2 separate regions of the Mus musculus genome follow, and region 1 is linked to region 2. The links are chromatin contacts, called in public HiChIP or PLAC-seq maps. All regions are on one chromosome and are shown on one strand. The core of a region is the stretch at or near the end of the contact, and the rest is flanking DNA. Distances in the headings are between cores, read along the strand shown.

Region 1 (7,717 bases), core at 2,915-5,414, 220 kb before region 2:
CAGTATAGCAAATTAATTCTATCTCCATGAAGCTACTAAACAATGAGCAGCTTTCAGCCACAGTGCAATCCTAGCACTCAGAAGGCTGAGGCACTACTGCCACCAATTTGAGGTCAGGCTGGCTACATGTACACGGTGAGTTCTAGACTAGCCTGGGCTACATACAGAGTTAGACCCTGTCTCATAAAAACAAAAACAGCAATATGTAGATATAGGTATAGATATAGATATAGGTATAGGTATAGATCAGTTACTACTGGGCTAGGAGAGTAGCTCAGCAGTAGCGCCTATAAACCCCGAAAAACGATTCCACAAAATCACAAAGCAAACAACAAAAGTGGCCAGGGTGTAGGTCAGTGAGAGCTCTGCATGCAAAGGACAGTGAATTTGATCCCTAACATAAAAACACAACTCCTAAACTAGTATTCGTGAGCCAGATTTGGGTGGTACGGGCCTGTAATCCCAGTGCTAGGGAGGCTGAGACAGGAAGATCACAGTTCAAGACGAGACAAGGGATATAGAGATAACCTGCCTTAAAGTTCTTGGTGCGGGGTCTGGAGAAGGCTCAGAGGTGAAGAGCACCTGCTACCCTTGCAGAGGACCTGGGTTTGGTTCCCAGCACCCACATGGTGGCTCACAACCATCCCTAACTCCTATCCTAGATGTTCCCCATCCTGACCTCTGCAGGCATCACGCATCCACAAGGTGCACATACACTCACATAAAACAAAATGAATACATCTAAGAAAATTTTTTTAATCTTGGTGAAAATTTCATTTTTTTAGAATGAGAAATGACTCAAAATGATGTCTGAAAACTGAGAAAAGACAATGGAGATACTAAGTGTTTACAATTTTATGTCTAAAATATTTCATAAGAAAAATTGCAAAAAAAAAATTGTTTGGACAGTGTAACAGGACGGCTCCAGCGTAAGTAAAGCCACTTGCTGCCAAGTCTGACCAAGTCCCAGGACTGGCACAGCAGAGGCCGAGAAGAAACCTCCACGTTGTCCTCTAACCCCGGATCAGCTTCAGATCTATAAAACCCTGTCATTAAAAAATGAGAAAAAGAAAAAAATCTGCCAGGTAGTATACACCTTTAATCCCAGCATTCTGGAGGCAGAGGCAACAGGATTTTTCTGAGTCTAAGGACAACCTGGTCTACTCTGGTCTATACAGCTAATTCAGGACAGCCAGAACTACATAAAGAAATCCTGTCTCACAAACAAACAAACAAAAAAGGTGTGTGTGTGGGGGGGGGTGTTTAAAGTGTATTAATGAGTACTTTTTCCTTGTTCTTTTTCTTTTTCTTCTTAAAGGTTCAAGACATGATTTACTTTTTAAAACTTTCTATTAATTACGTGTGGGTGGGTATGCGCACACAATGCAGTGCCCACAGAGGTATGAGAGCTCCTGGAGCTGGGGTTAGCGGTTAGCTGTCTCATATGGGTGCAGGGAATCACACTCAGACCCTCAGGAAGAGCAGTACATGCTCATAGCCATCTCTCCAGCCCCGCCCCCAAAGTTAAGACAAAGTCTCCCCTCTAGCCCAGATGATCTCCCTGCCATCTTACCCAGCCTCCCCTATGTTAGATCTACAGAGTGCGCAGCTTCACCATTTCCTTTTACAAATTGAAGGTGAAGACAATGAGATAATGGGAGAGGTTAACGGGGAAGCAGGGGTAAAAATGACAAAAATATACTATATAACTGTATACATTTGCCAAGTAAAAATATGTTAAGCCGGGCGTGGTGGCGCACGCCTTTAATCCCAGCACTTGGGAGGCAGAGGCAGGCGGATTTCTGAGTTCAGGGCCAGCCTGGTCTACAAAGTGAGTTCCAGGACAGCCAGGGCTACACAGAGAAACCCTGTCTCGAAAAACCAAAAAAAAAAAAAAAAAAAAAGTTAAAAGATGGGTAGATTTAACCTTTCATGTTATTTGGCTAAATTCAATTTCCAGGGTACACCCCTGAACATAGACACAGGTCATTTCAGATAGATGTGGTAGTTCCCCTCTGGAATCCTAGCATTAGGGAGGCTGACTGTAGGCTCAAGGCTAACCTAGACGGCTCAGTGGTTAAGAGCACCAACTGCTCTTGCAAAGGTCCTGAGTTCAAATCCCAGCAACCACATGGTGGCTCACAACCATCCATAATGAGATCTGATGCCCTCTTCTGGTGTGTCTGAAGTCACCTACAGTGTACTTAGATATAATAATAAATAAATCTTTAAAAAAAATGCTTCAGTGGGTGAAAGCAGCTTGAGTTTAATCCTAGAGCCCATGTAAAGATGGAAAGAAAAAACTGACTCCCAAAGTTGCCCTCTGGCCATGCATGGTGACACAGGCCCTCAAAGGAAGAGTCAGGTGGACAGCTATGAGTTTGAGACAATCCTGGTCCACATAGGAAACTCTAGGACAACCAGGACTACACAGAGACCCTGTGCCCCGCCTCCCCCCAAATGAAACAAAGTTGCCTAACGCCCTACACACATGTGTATCCAAACAAACAATTACACCCACAATAATAGTAAAATTTAACATTTTAAAGTGACAGTCATGGCTGGGTACTCCTGGATCTCCATTCAGGGGAGGAAGAAAAGGTAGGATCTACCAGGCAGTGGTGGCACATGCCTTTAATCCCAGCACTTGGGAGGCAAAGGCAGGCGGATTTCTGAGTTCGAGGCCAGCCTGGCCTACAAAGTGAGTTCCAGGACAGAGAAACCCTGTCTCCACAAAAAAACAAAAAACAACAACAACAACAACAACAAAACAGAAAAGGCAGGATTTGAGTTCAAGGCCAATTTAGGATACAGTTCAAAAACCAAAACAAAACAAATGTTATTTTAAGGACTAAAAAAAAAAAAAATAGTTTAGAATAGTGCCTGATCATCCAGAGCCAAGAGACTTTGTAGAAAAACTGTATAAATGTTTTCAATTCGCTGTTATAATCATCCAGGACACATTTATCCAACTGTGTATGTGAAATGTAAGTGATTCACTACCCACACACTTGCCTAACTCTTTATGTGTTAAAACAAAATGGAAGAAAGGTATTTCAAGGGTGTGGCAATACATCTAAGGTCACACAAGTTAGGGCAGAGAGCATCAACAGTCTGGTTTATACCAAGCCTCCAAGGGGAATATTGGAAATTTTGCAAAAACTTTTTTTTTAAATATCAGACAGAGGGGCCTGTCAGCATGGTTCAAAACTTTTAAACACAGAGTAAAACAGACCTCTTAGATAAACACTTGTGTGTGGGAATGGCGAACTGTTTAGCCGAACTATCAGTCAAAAGCATGTGAATTTCTGGGCAGATCGCTTCAATTTTTACCCCTAAGTAAAATCCTCAACTTAGCCTAGGCTACCTCCTTCACAGGACTATAATGTAAAGGCAAGAAATGCAGGATGCCGCGAAAATGTGAGGAGGGATTTTAAAAAGAGAAAAACAAAAAACCCCGAATCACTGTGAAAGGCATCGCCTTCGTGTGGTAAGAAGACCTAGTCTGTTTTGTTTTGTCTTGGGGGTGGGGGGGGGTGGCGTGGGACCGTGAATGGGTGTCAAAACGCAGCCAGCGCTGAGACTGAGAAACAAGCCTTCACACTGTGACAGGACACCACTAGCGAAGCTAATCTATAATCGGTCTAAGTGAATGGCACACGCTTCCCTCCTCCAAGCGAGAATTCACGCTTCCTAGTCTGCCCCCCAAAACAGACCCTGCTTCCCAAAGCCGAGATCTGGGTGAAGAACAGAATGTAGAGCAAGGGTGAGTTCCAGAGCCTCAGGCAGCCACACAGCCGGTTCAAAAGCCGCCCGGCGTGGGGGCGCACTGGACAGGTCGGATTCACCCCAAACAGCCCCTCAGAAGTTCCGAGACGCCGCGGCGGAGCAGCACGGTCCTCCTCCCTCAGGCCCGGTCTCTCCCGCGCCCTGGGCAGCACCGTGGTCAGCTCGGTGGTCTCCAAGACCCCTTCCTCAGCGGATGGAAACCGCTCCACCAGCCACCAGGGCCGCCCCAGAATCCCACTCCCCTCACCTGGCTCCAGCCCTGCCCCACAAGGGACGAAGGAGACGGCGGCGGCGGCAGCAGGGGCTTCCCACGGGGTGCAGGAGCGACAGTGGCTGCTTCGACCCGCGAACCTAATCTACCGCCGCCGCCATGTTGGACGGTGAGGTCACCCTGGCGCGCCTACGTCACGGCGGCGTAGGGGCGGGGCCCGGGCGTAATGCCAAGCCGGAAGCCAGCGGCTCGGTCAACTGGAAACGAAGCAGGGTCACTGACACCTGCTGGTCAGTTTGCGCAGGCGTGACCTGTGTACGAAGCTGTCCTGTGCCTCTCTTTCCAGGAGCCGCTTAAATCCTCGATTCTGGACTTCATAAGTATCTTCACCCAGTCATTTCCGGTGCTAGTTAGGGCGAAGGGTGATGAGGTAGACACCACCGCACGCCTGCTCACCCCTGTGTGGGACAAGAAGCTGGTGGCATAGCAGAAGCAGAGTTCTGCAGACTTTTGCGTTCCTGGAGTACTAAAGCCCTCAGGTTACTGGTCAAGACTGCACTTCCTAGGGCTGCCAGGAGATTGTCCTGAAAGTTAGGAAAGCAATTTAAAGGCAGGGTGGAATGACTAGGTTGAGACAACTCAGGATCCGGGCACCATGGTGATAAAAAGAGTCTTATAGTAGTAATCCATTTTTTACTCGCACTGCCTGGCAAGCTGCCTGGACTATAGTTTCTTATGTTTGTTTCTTGACTCTACAAAAGCATGTCCAACCTGTGGTCCAAGATAAACTGAATGCTTATCAACCAGAAAGAAAAAGAAATAGATTGGGGCTGGAGAGTTGGCTCAGTGGTTAAGAGCACTGACTGCTCTTCCAGAGGTCCTGAGTTCAAATCCCAGAAACCACATGGTAGGTTCACGACCATCTGTAATGAGAACTGATACCCTCTTCTGGTGTGTCTGAAGACAGTGACAATGTGGTTACATATAATAATGAATAAATCTTAAAAAAAAAGAAAAAGAAAAATAGATTTACTTAAACCATGAAGGCTGTGTATAACCCGATTATCTAGTTGTTCAGCAAGAGCTTTTTAGATCGTGTAAAAAGGTCAAGATATCTAGGCAAGATAAACACCCTGCATTAGCCAGCTTGAGTTTCAGCCTGTGTTACTGAAATGAAGTGACAAAGTAACACAAACAGCACAGAAGATTAGGAGTTAGAAGGCGGTTGAAGGCGGTTGCAATCAGTCAGATCAGAAATGATAAATGTGTCCAGTTGCTTGTACAGGCTGGTAATCCCAACACTCTGAAGGCTGAAGCAGGAGGATAAATTGGAGTCTGGCTACATAGTGAATCTTATCTTTAAAAAAAATAATAAAAGATTGATTACAAAACTGACTGGGGACCATTGATATGGCTCAGGTTGCAAAAGTGCTTACTGTAAGCCTAATGATCTGAGCTGGATCTCTGGAACACACATGGTAGAAGAAGAAAACCATCGCTAGCAAGTAGATTTCTCTGACCACACTGCCTAACCCCACCTCCCATACACACACATTTCAAAGCAAAACAATCAATACAAACTGAAAGGAAGTGATGACCAGTAGCTAAGTTTAGGAGGTAATAGAAATGTTTAAAATTCACAATGATAATGGTGGCACAATTACAAATATCTTGAATTTCACTTAATTATATGCTCTTGGTTTTTTGGGACAGTGTTCCATACTGACCTCAAACTTGCTCTTTATCCTAGAATGACCTGGAATCTCATCCTGCCTCTGCCTCCTGAGTGCTGAGGCCTCGGGTATAAGCTAGTATGCCTGTGTGTTGCTGGGGATATCATTCAGGGCACACCAATCTACAAACTATGATCCTAACCCTTTTGAACGCTTCCTTTTTTTATTTTATGTATATGAGCGTTTTGTTTACATGTACATCTGTGCACCATGTGGGTGCCTAGTTTCAAATAAGGTCAGAAGAAGGAGTTAGATCCCCTGGAACTGGAGTTACCCATGTTTATGAGCTGTCATGTGGGTGCTGAAAACCAAACCCAAGTCCTTAGAAAGAGCAGGACTTGGAAGTAGGCAGGGGCATCACAAGTTCAGACCATCTGCAACTACATACGAAGTTTTAAACCAGCCTAGACTACCTGAGACCTTGTCTTGCATAGAAGTGGGTTTGTCTGTTTGTCTGACTTGTTTCTAGTCCACCAGCTTGGTTACGGGTGACAAAATGACCACGCAGAACCACCTTCTGTGACTAACCTGACAGGAACTTAGGCCAGCAGTTTGTAATGAAGACAATAAGAATAGACTTCTTTCTTAAAATTCATCTGAAATTATGTTTTAAATAGTTCCTCTCCAAGACTGAAAATAATATCAAAAAATACTGGATTTAGGAAACTATGAACTGGTTAATATTTGCATGTTTAGTATGTCCTTAGTTTTTTTTTTTTTTTTTTTTTTTTTTTTGGTTTTTCAAGACAGGGTTTCTCTGTGTAGCCCTGGTTGTCCTGGAACTCACTTTGTAGACCAGGCTGGCCTCGAACTCAGAAATCCGCCTGCCTCTGCCTCCCAAGTGCTGGGATTAAAGGCGTGCACCACCATGCCCGGCTTATTTTTTTTTTAAGAATTATTTATTTTATGCATAGGAGTACACTGTAGCTGTCTTCAGACACACCAGAAGAGGGCATCAGATCCCATTACAGATAATTGTGAGCCACCATGTGGTTGCTAAAAATTGAATTCAGGACCTCTGGAAGAGTAGTCAGTGCTCTTAACTGCTGGGCCATCTCTCCAGCCCATGTCCTTAGATTTAAAACAAATCTAAACACTTTCTAGAGACAGTTTTAAACCAAACTGGCATGGAACTTTCCAAATCACTGGCTCTACTTCCCCAAATGATAAGATTATAAAAGTATACCCCTGTTCTGTACTGCCTCTCGAGTGATCTGTAGCAACTCTGCTTTCAGTCTCAAAGGAGTAAGTTTATTAAGTATATAGCAAGTGAATAAATAGCAAGTGGCCGATAGATATTAAAACGAACGTCATTGAATCGGTAGTTTATAGCATCCATTAAGGGACAACTGAGGTAACAAGATTGAGAGAGTAAACAAAGGTGGTCATCAAATCAAGACTTACAAGCATCCAGCAGGAACAGACTGGGGAAGCTGAGGCAGTCAGCTGGAATTCCCAGCTGAGATTTCTCTTCACAGATGAGTTGCCCATGGCTGAACTTCCAGCCTCCAGTACCTCTTGTAGGTGTTTTTAAATGATGGGAAAAACATCATTAACATCTGTTGGAAATGGTTTACCTTCCAGATATTCCTAGGGACATGATGGGCTTTTTAAAAAAGATTTATTTACTTACTATATGTAGGTACACTGTAGCAGTCTTCAGACACTTTTTCTTCTCTCTCAGGCCCCCGAAAGCTCTGGCCCAAAGATTTATTTATTATTTATTACATGTAAGTATACTGTAGCTGTCTTCAGATATCCCAGAAGAGGGCATCAGATCTCATTATGGATGGTTGTGAGCCACCATGTGGTTGTGGGATTTGAACTCAGGACCTCTGAAAGAGCAGTCAGTGCTCTTAACCGCTGAGTCATCTCTCCAGCCCTGGACATGATGTTTTAACTGAGAACTCCCTTCCATGTCACAGAGTTAGGGAGCCAGCCTTCTGAAGAAAAGGATATTTTGGAGAATGAAATAAGCATGCTG
Region 2 (7,132 bases), core at 630-3,129:
TATACAGAGAAACCCTGTCTCAAAACAAACAAACAAACAAACAGAAAAAAGAAAGAAAAAGAAAGAAAGAAAGTTGGTTGAGCACGCCATAAACAAGCCAGTAAGCAGCACCTCCTGCCATCCCCCATGGCCTCTGTATCAGCTCCTGCCTCCAGTCCTGACTTCATCCAATGATGGACTATGACCTAGACATGTCCTTTCCTCTGACACTTGCTTTTTGGTTTTTCCCTTGAAGCAACAGAAATCCTAAGACACTAGTCTACATACAGAGCTCTGGGATAGCCTAGGCTATGGAGAAAGGCCCAGTCTCAGAAAACTAAACCAAATCAACCAACCAAACTATACATATATATCAATGGGAGGGTCCAGAAGGAGTCAGGGGGCATAGCTCACTGCCCCATGGCATGTCTAGAGTTCCCTAAAGTGCTTCATTGATGCCAGAGACCAGGGTGGCCGTAGCATTCCAGGATACAGATGGCCTCATAGTTGTCAGGTCCCAAAGAAACCTGGGACAATTCTCAGTCAGTACCTGTGGCTCCTCCCAGAACTTCTTGCCCTGTGCTCTACTGAAAACTTCTCCAGCCCCAGGGCTGGGCTTCCCTTCCCTTCCCTCCCTTCCTCCCCCCCAAGGCTTCTCTTTTTTCTATATAACCCAGCCATTTTGGTTACGTAGTCTCTTATCTCCTCACTTGGCCTTTTGGCTCAATCATGGTTCTTCCTCCCTTAGTCCTTCTCCAGCTATTGGCCTCTGCTCCTCTCTTGGTCTCCTGACTCTCTACTTCCTTTTCTGATCTCCATCCTAACCCCTACTGCTCAGTTCCTGTTTGGTCTGGACTCTTCCAGATGCCTCTGGCTAATCTTTTCCTCCTATCTACAATAAAACCCTTTTCCTCTACCATACCTAGAATGGTCACATCCTCATTTTCAGTCGGTAGCTACCAAACTAAGGAGGAGGCGTTTTGGCAGGTCCAGTTCACCTTGACATACACTGATTTAGGGTAAGGTAAGAGGTAGGAAGCAGCGGGGCGTGGTGGTACACGCCTTTAATCCCAGCACTCGGGAGGCAGAGGCAGGCAGATTTCTGAGTTCGAGGCCAGCCTAGTCTACAAAGTGAGTTCCAGGACAGCCTGAGCTACACAGAGAAACCCTGTCTCAAAAAAACAAAAAGAAAAAAAAAAAAAAAAAAGAGGTAGGAAGCAGCAATGTACCAGCTTTAAAAGCTAGAACAAGGAGTTGTGGGGATAGCTCAAGACCAAGGGCTTGTTTGTTATTTTTGTGGTCCTGGTACCTGTCCCCAGTACCAGATGGACATAAGCATACACATTGATGTACACAGAGCTGGGTATGGTGGCACATGGTAGTAATCCCAGCATTTGTGAGGTAGAAGCAAGAGGATCAGAGAGAGGTTCAAGGTTAGTTTCAGCTACACAGCAAGTTTAAGGCCAGCCTTGAATTCATAAGAACCTCACTCCCCCGCAAAAAAAATAATTCAAATTTGTAAGCCAGGGAGAGGGGATAGCGATGCACGCCTTTAATCCCATCACTTGGAAGGAGAGTTTGAGGCCAGCCTGATCTACAGAGTGAATTCCAGAACACGCAGAGCTACACAGAAACCCTGTCTTGAAAAGAAAAAAAAAAACAAGCAAAGAAAATTTAGAGGAAGAAAGACCCCTGAGGATAGTGGCACCTGCCTGTAATTCCAGCCTTTGGGAAGCAGAGGCAGGAGAATCAACAAATTCAAGGCCAGCAGGGACTCAACAGCAAGATCTCTCAAGATAAAGAAGGACGAAAGGAAGGAAAGAAAGTAAGTATATCTAGAGGAAAGAGGAGCAGCCTTGGGCCCTGTGCCTTCACTGCTGGGTGGGGTTGGGTGGGGACCTGAGATAGGGTGGGGAAAGCCCCAGGTTACAACCTCACAGTAATTAACTGAAACTAGGGCCTGGTGCTTTGGGCAAAGAAGAAAGAAGCCATTGCTGCTCTGCTTGAGTGAGCTCTATTAGCTAACTGTTATGGATGCTCAAAACAATGGCAGGAGGGAACACAGACCAGTCACAGCTGTGAGTGTAACAACTGCCAAAGCTGAGACAAACAGCCTTGCCTCTTTGCAGTGACTTTGCCCATAGCAAGAAGGGGCTACAGTCTTTGCCTCTTGCCTCTGGGGAGGAAGTTAGGTTCAGGGTTCAGTGATTGTGGGGATTGGACAGCTTGAGGTAATGGCCACGCCTCTGGCTGGGATTAGGGTCAGAGTGGTGAGAAATGGGGGCAGGACTTCCTTCAGGGTCCCACATGTTTCAGAACAAACACTGGCCAGCTGGCCATAACTTCGTGTCAGCCTCTGACAGACATCAAAGAGGGGACCTGATGAAGGCTGCCCAGGGATCTGTTTCTTCAATATATTTTTTCCTGGGACAGAACTAACACACAGTAGGCAAGCTTTGAACCAACACACAGTAGGGAAGCTTTGTATCAATACGTGTACCCCCAAGTTCTCTTTTTACTGTTGTTGTTTCTTTGATGTGGCTATTATGAAATCATGAAAGTATTTTACATCATGGCTTTTTTGGTTGTTTTTGTTTGTTTTGTTGGCTTGGTTTGTTTTTGAGACAGGGTCTTGCAGTGTAGCCCAGGCTGGCCTTGAACTCCGTTTCTTCTGGCCTTAGCTCCAGGGGTCTGGCACTGTGGACACAAATGGCCATGCCTGGGTTCACACTGTGTTTCTTCTAAATGGTTATAGCTTCTCTCCTAGCTTTGCTGAATCTCGAAGGTTAGTTATTTTGGTTTGGTTTCATCTTTATTCTTTTTCCATCTTGGGGTAGAAAGCCAGGGCCTCCCACAAGCTTGGCTCTATGTTATGATGCAGTGATACCATCAGGCTAGAGAGGGCTGTTCCAAGAAGGCCTAAGGGGCATGATTTGGTGAACACCCCTTGGACACATAGCCAGGTACATCAAGGGCTGAGGCTAGACTTGCTGATGTGTAATTGTGGTGATCTTCAACTTGTCAGTGAAGAGTGGGATTGTCAGGTGTGAGTGCCCTCCTCTCTCCTCCATGTAGCATCTGTGATAGCCAAAGCTTTGCTCTTTCTTCTCTCCCGACTCAGGGAAAGAACGCTAAGGGAAAGATTAGCGACTTGAGTTCCATCTCTGGAACCCATGAAAAGGTAGAAGGAGAGAATCAACTTCCCAAGGTTGTCCTCTGATCGCCACGTGTGCCACGGCTCCTGCCTTACTTCCTCCAGTAATAATAATAAATAAGAAAGGGTTTTAGCCCCATCAGCTCTGTTCGTTTTCTACCTCCTGGATCCTAGGTTCCAGTTTCCATCTGCTGCTTCTCCTGTCAGTGTAGAGACTAGGGTGGGACAGCAGATGGAGCTCCGTGGGCTGAGGGCTGGCAGGAAGTCCTGGGTTCCATCCCCAGTGCTAAAGGAACTGGGCATGGTGCCAAAGACCTGTAATCCCAACACTCAGAAGGTTGAGGCAGGAGGACTAAAAGTTCAAGGCTAACCTTAGCTACCTAGTAAACTTAAGGCCAGTCTGAGCTACTTGAAAATGGGGGTGGGGGGTTAGTGTTTGTTTGCTTGCTTGCTTACTTGTTTGTTTTCTTATTTGTCTGTTTTTTTGTTTGTTTTGTTTTGTTTTTTTTTTTTTTTTAATAGGCAGGTGAGATGACTCTACCAGTTAAGGGGCCAGCTGCAAGCCTAATGACCTGAGTGATCTCTGGGACTCTTGTGGTAGACTATTAGAGCACATACTTAGCCTGTATCAGGCTCTAGGACCTGCTCTTGTCAAAGAAAGGAGACTACTGCTTCAGCCTTCTACAGAGGAAAACATGTCCTTTCTCCTAGGTCTGGGTTACTGGGGAACACAGGCAGATGGGAGAGGTTGAGGGTAGCCCAAGTCCACAACAGTCCACCCTTCCACCTCCAGCAGCCAGCAGCTGCTCTTCTTCTATGCTTGGCATTTCATTTCCCAGGAGGAACTTCCTCCTGACCTGGGGGACTTTTGATACTTGGGATCAGTGACACCTTCACCTTTCTTTGTGTGCCTAAAAATCACAGGAGACAAAACACCAGACAACTGTAAGAGCTTTCTCTGCAGTCTCTGGGTCTGCCCTTGAATACAGAAGCAAGCAGGGGACCATGGCTTTACCCAGCCTGCCAGCTCCTGGACCCTCAATTAGGATGGCCTTAAAACCAGTCAGGGACAAACTGATGGAGACAGGAAGCATGACACTTTGTGAATGGGTCACTGGGTGTCATTTTGCTTCCTTGGATCTTTTGCTTCTTGGCTGTGAGACAGACCAAACCATTCAGAACATCTAATACACCCCACAACGGAGCACACAGGTCTCAGACAGGGACATGGCTCTATAATCTGGGTCCTAAGCCAGGCCCTCGTGTTATGTCTTCTAGACAATGGGGTACAAGATAAAAAACCTTTGAGTCTGATAGATAGCCATTGCCTGTTCACTGTAAAACAGTGCTCCTGGAACACTGTCATTAACATTATCAACCTGACCACTACTAGAATCGCCTGACAGATAGCCCTCTGGGCATTCCTGTAAGGAGTTCTCTAGATTAAGTTTAAGGAGGTGGGAAGACCCATTTCTATTATGGTCAGGACTGAGGTTCTGTACTAAATAAAGAAGAGAAACGTAATTAGATTCAAGTATTCTCTCAGCTTCGCAACTGCTCCATGTTCCCGCCACCATGATAGTGCTGTGATGACCTGTTCCCTGAAGTGGTGAGCAAAATAAATCCCTCTTCCCTTAAGTTGCTTTGATCAGGGTATTTTATCACAGCAACAAGTAACTAAGCCTGCAGTGATGACTCACACCTTCAAACCCAGCACTCAGGAGGTGTAAGCAGGTAGATCTCTGTGAATTCCAGGATAGCCAGGGCTACACAGAGAAACCCCTGTCTCAAAAAACAAAACAAAAGGCAAGTACCTAAGACAGACACCTTGATGATTTGTTTATGTTTCCAGAGCCATCCCAGGGTCTTGCACCAGCTAGGTCAGAGCTGAACACTGAGCCCCCACACCCACCACCAAGTATTTACTTTTCCACCATTGCCCATTGTTATACTGGAGTTTGAATGGAGGGTCTTAAACATTCCAAGCAAGCACTCTTCCAGCTGAGCAATAGTTCCAATTGTTGGGTTTCCCCCCCTATCTCTTTTTGAGATAAGGTCTTGCTGCGCCCTGGCTGACCTTGAATTTGCTTGGTAGCTCCTGTTGACCTCCTGATTAGTCCATTGTCCCTATAGTATTTTCATTTTGAAAAATAAAAGGACAGGGCCTGGGGTTGTAGCTCAGTCCATAACATGGGAAGTTGTCTTAGTTAGGGTTTTACTCCTGTGAACAGACACTATGACCAAGGCAGTTCTTAGAAGGACAACATTTAATTGGCCTGGCTTACAGTTTCAATTCATTATCATCAAGGCAAAAGCATGGCAGCGTCCAGGCAGGCATGGTGCAAGAGGAGCTGAGAATTCTACATCTTCATCTGAAGGCCTCTAGAAGACTGGCTTCCAGGCAGCTAGGAGGAGGCTCTTAAAGTCCATGCCCACAGTGACACACCCACTCCCAACAAGGCCATACCTATTAATAGTGCCACTCCCTGGGCCAAGCATGTACAAACCATCACAGAAGCTGATGAAGTCCTGAGTGAAGGTGTATTATTGACATTGGCGCATCCACATCAGGAACCCCAATGCCTCAGACTCAGGGGAGTTGGCAGCTCCTTCCCTGGGTCAGGTTCAGGGAATTGGGAGAGCCTTCTGGTCCATGTGTAGATGCTGATGTGTGTACAAAAAACGATTTACTGTAGCTCCCTCCTTCCAGATGACTGCAACCTGAAATTGGTCCCCTATAGACACCTCCCACTGAGACTATCTAAGCAGCCTCCTTGTATGTATGTCATTGCATATACAGTTTCTGGGTTGTTGTGTAGTACATGCCCTCCATCAAAGGGAGCACGACCTACCAGATCCCAGCTTTTCTGAAAACATGCCTGTTGTTTCTTTATTTCCAAGCTGCTCAATCAGCTTTCCAGGGCCAGGTGGTACAGCTCTGAGCACAAAGCCAAGGGCGTGATTCGCAGCGCTCCATAAGGTGGGCGTAGGGACACATGCCTATAATCCCAGCATTCAAAGAGTCACAAAGAGTATTGGAAGCACAACTTTATCCTTAACTACAGAAGAGCCCCAAGCCATGCTGGGCTATATGAGATAGAGTCTCAAGACAAAAAAGAAAAGAAAATTACCCTGAAGTTTAAGGGCTGTGGTATAGCAGTGAGTTTGGCTATACCAATTTGGCTCCAGGCAGATCGCATGCACACACATGCCCAGGAGCTCTTGGATTCTCAAATGAAAGACACACACACACACACACACACACACACACACCCCAGTTAATTTTTGACATGCCATGACTAGCTCAAAGGTTGGGCACTCCTAAACCTTCCCCTGCTGCCCCAAGTCCAATTGGAGAGGTGGCCAGTGGCCTCTTGCCTGAATTCTTGGATGGCTGGTTGGCTTTCTCTCCTGCATCTCTTATGTCCCATATTTCTCCTCCGAGTCGTGGAGATTCTTCATTGGGCTTTGTCTCTTTATTGATCAATCAAAAACCAATTGGTGACTAGGACCTTCAGCGTTTGGACACACAGATTCCCAATTTGGGGGCCAGATTAGTTCAAAGCATTAGAACCAATCCCTAACACTGTGGTTGTCTAGACGTTTATAATAATATCTATTTTTTAAAGTATTTATTTATTATACTTAAGTACAGTGTAGCTGTCTTCAGACACTACAGAAGAGGGAGTAAGATCACATTACGGATGGTTGTGATTCACCATGTGGTTACTGGGGATTTGAACTCGGGACCTTCGGAAGAGCAGTCAGTGTGCTCTTAACCACTGAGCCATCTCACCAACCCTACAATAATATATAAGCATATAAAAATTATATTGAGGGGGCTGGCACCATCTGTAACTCTATTCCCAGGGGATCCTATGTCCTCTTCTGACGTCTGTGAGTACCAGGCAGATACAAGGTGCTCATACATACATGCATGCAAGGCAAAATACTCATACATGTAGAATAAATAAGTTTAAAGATTACATTAAAGAATTT

The links. HiChIP or PLAC-seq counts read pairs in DNA pulled down with a chosen protein or histone mark.
Region 1: an H3K4me3 HiChIP or PLAC-seq map of fetal liver shows a contact between it and region 2, with 2.9 times the contacts expected there. The contact joins the promoter of Bcl2l13 here to the enhancer-like site in region 2. A contact is called at or near these places in 1 of 39 promoter capture datasets (erythroid cells), 4 of 115 datasets of contacts at active chromatin or transcription factors (embryonic stem cells, fetal liver and stem cell-derived neural progenitor cells) and 3 of 9 other capture datasets (embryonic stem cells, liver and pancreatic islet).

The regions. Positions count from the first base shown.
Region 1 is chr6:120,832,677-120,840,393 of GRCm38.p6, reverse strand. It overlaps Bcl2l13 (BCL2-like 13 (apoptosis facilitator)), which reads right to left and starts at 4,164. Exons shown (of 7, transcript NM_153516.2): 1 at 4,037-4,164. Gm38889 (a long non-coding RNA gene) reads left to right here and starts at 4,200. Exons shown (of 3, transcript XR_869411.3): 1 at 4,200-4,290.
Region 2 is chr6:120,614,023-120,621,154 of GRCm38.p6, reverse strand. No RefSeq gene overlaps it. Among named protein-coding and RNA genes, the nearest start is that of Cecr2, 49 kb to the left of the region's middle. Within about 2 kb of position 1,879, at least 42 of the 459 cell types and tissues checked have an H3K27ac peak or open chromatin away from gene starts, as enhancers often do. A contact at or near this core is called in fetal liver, where this site is marked.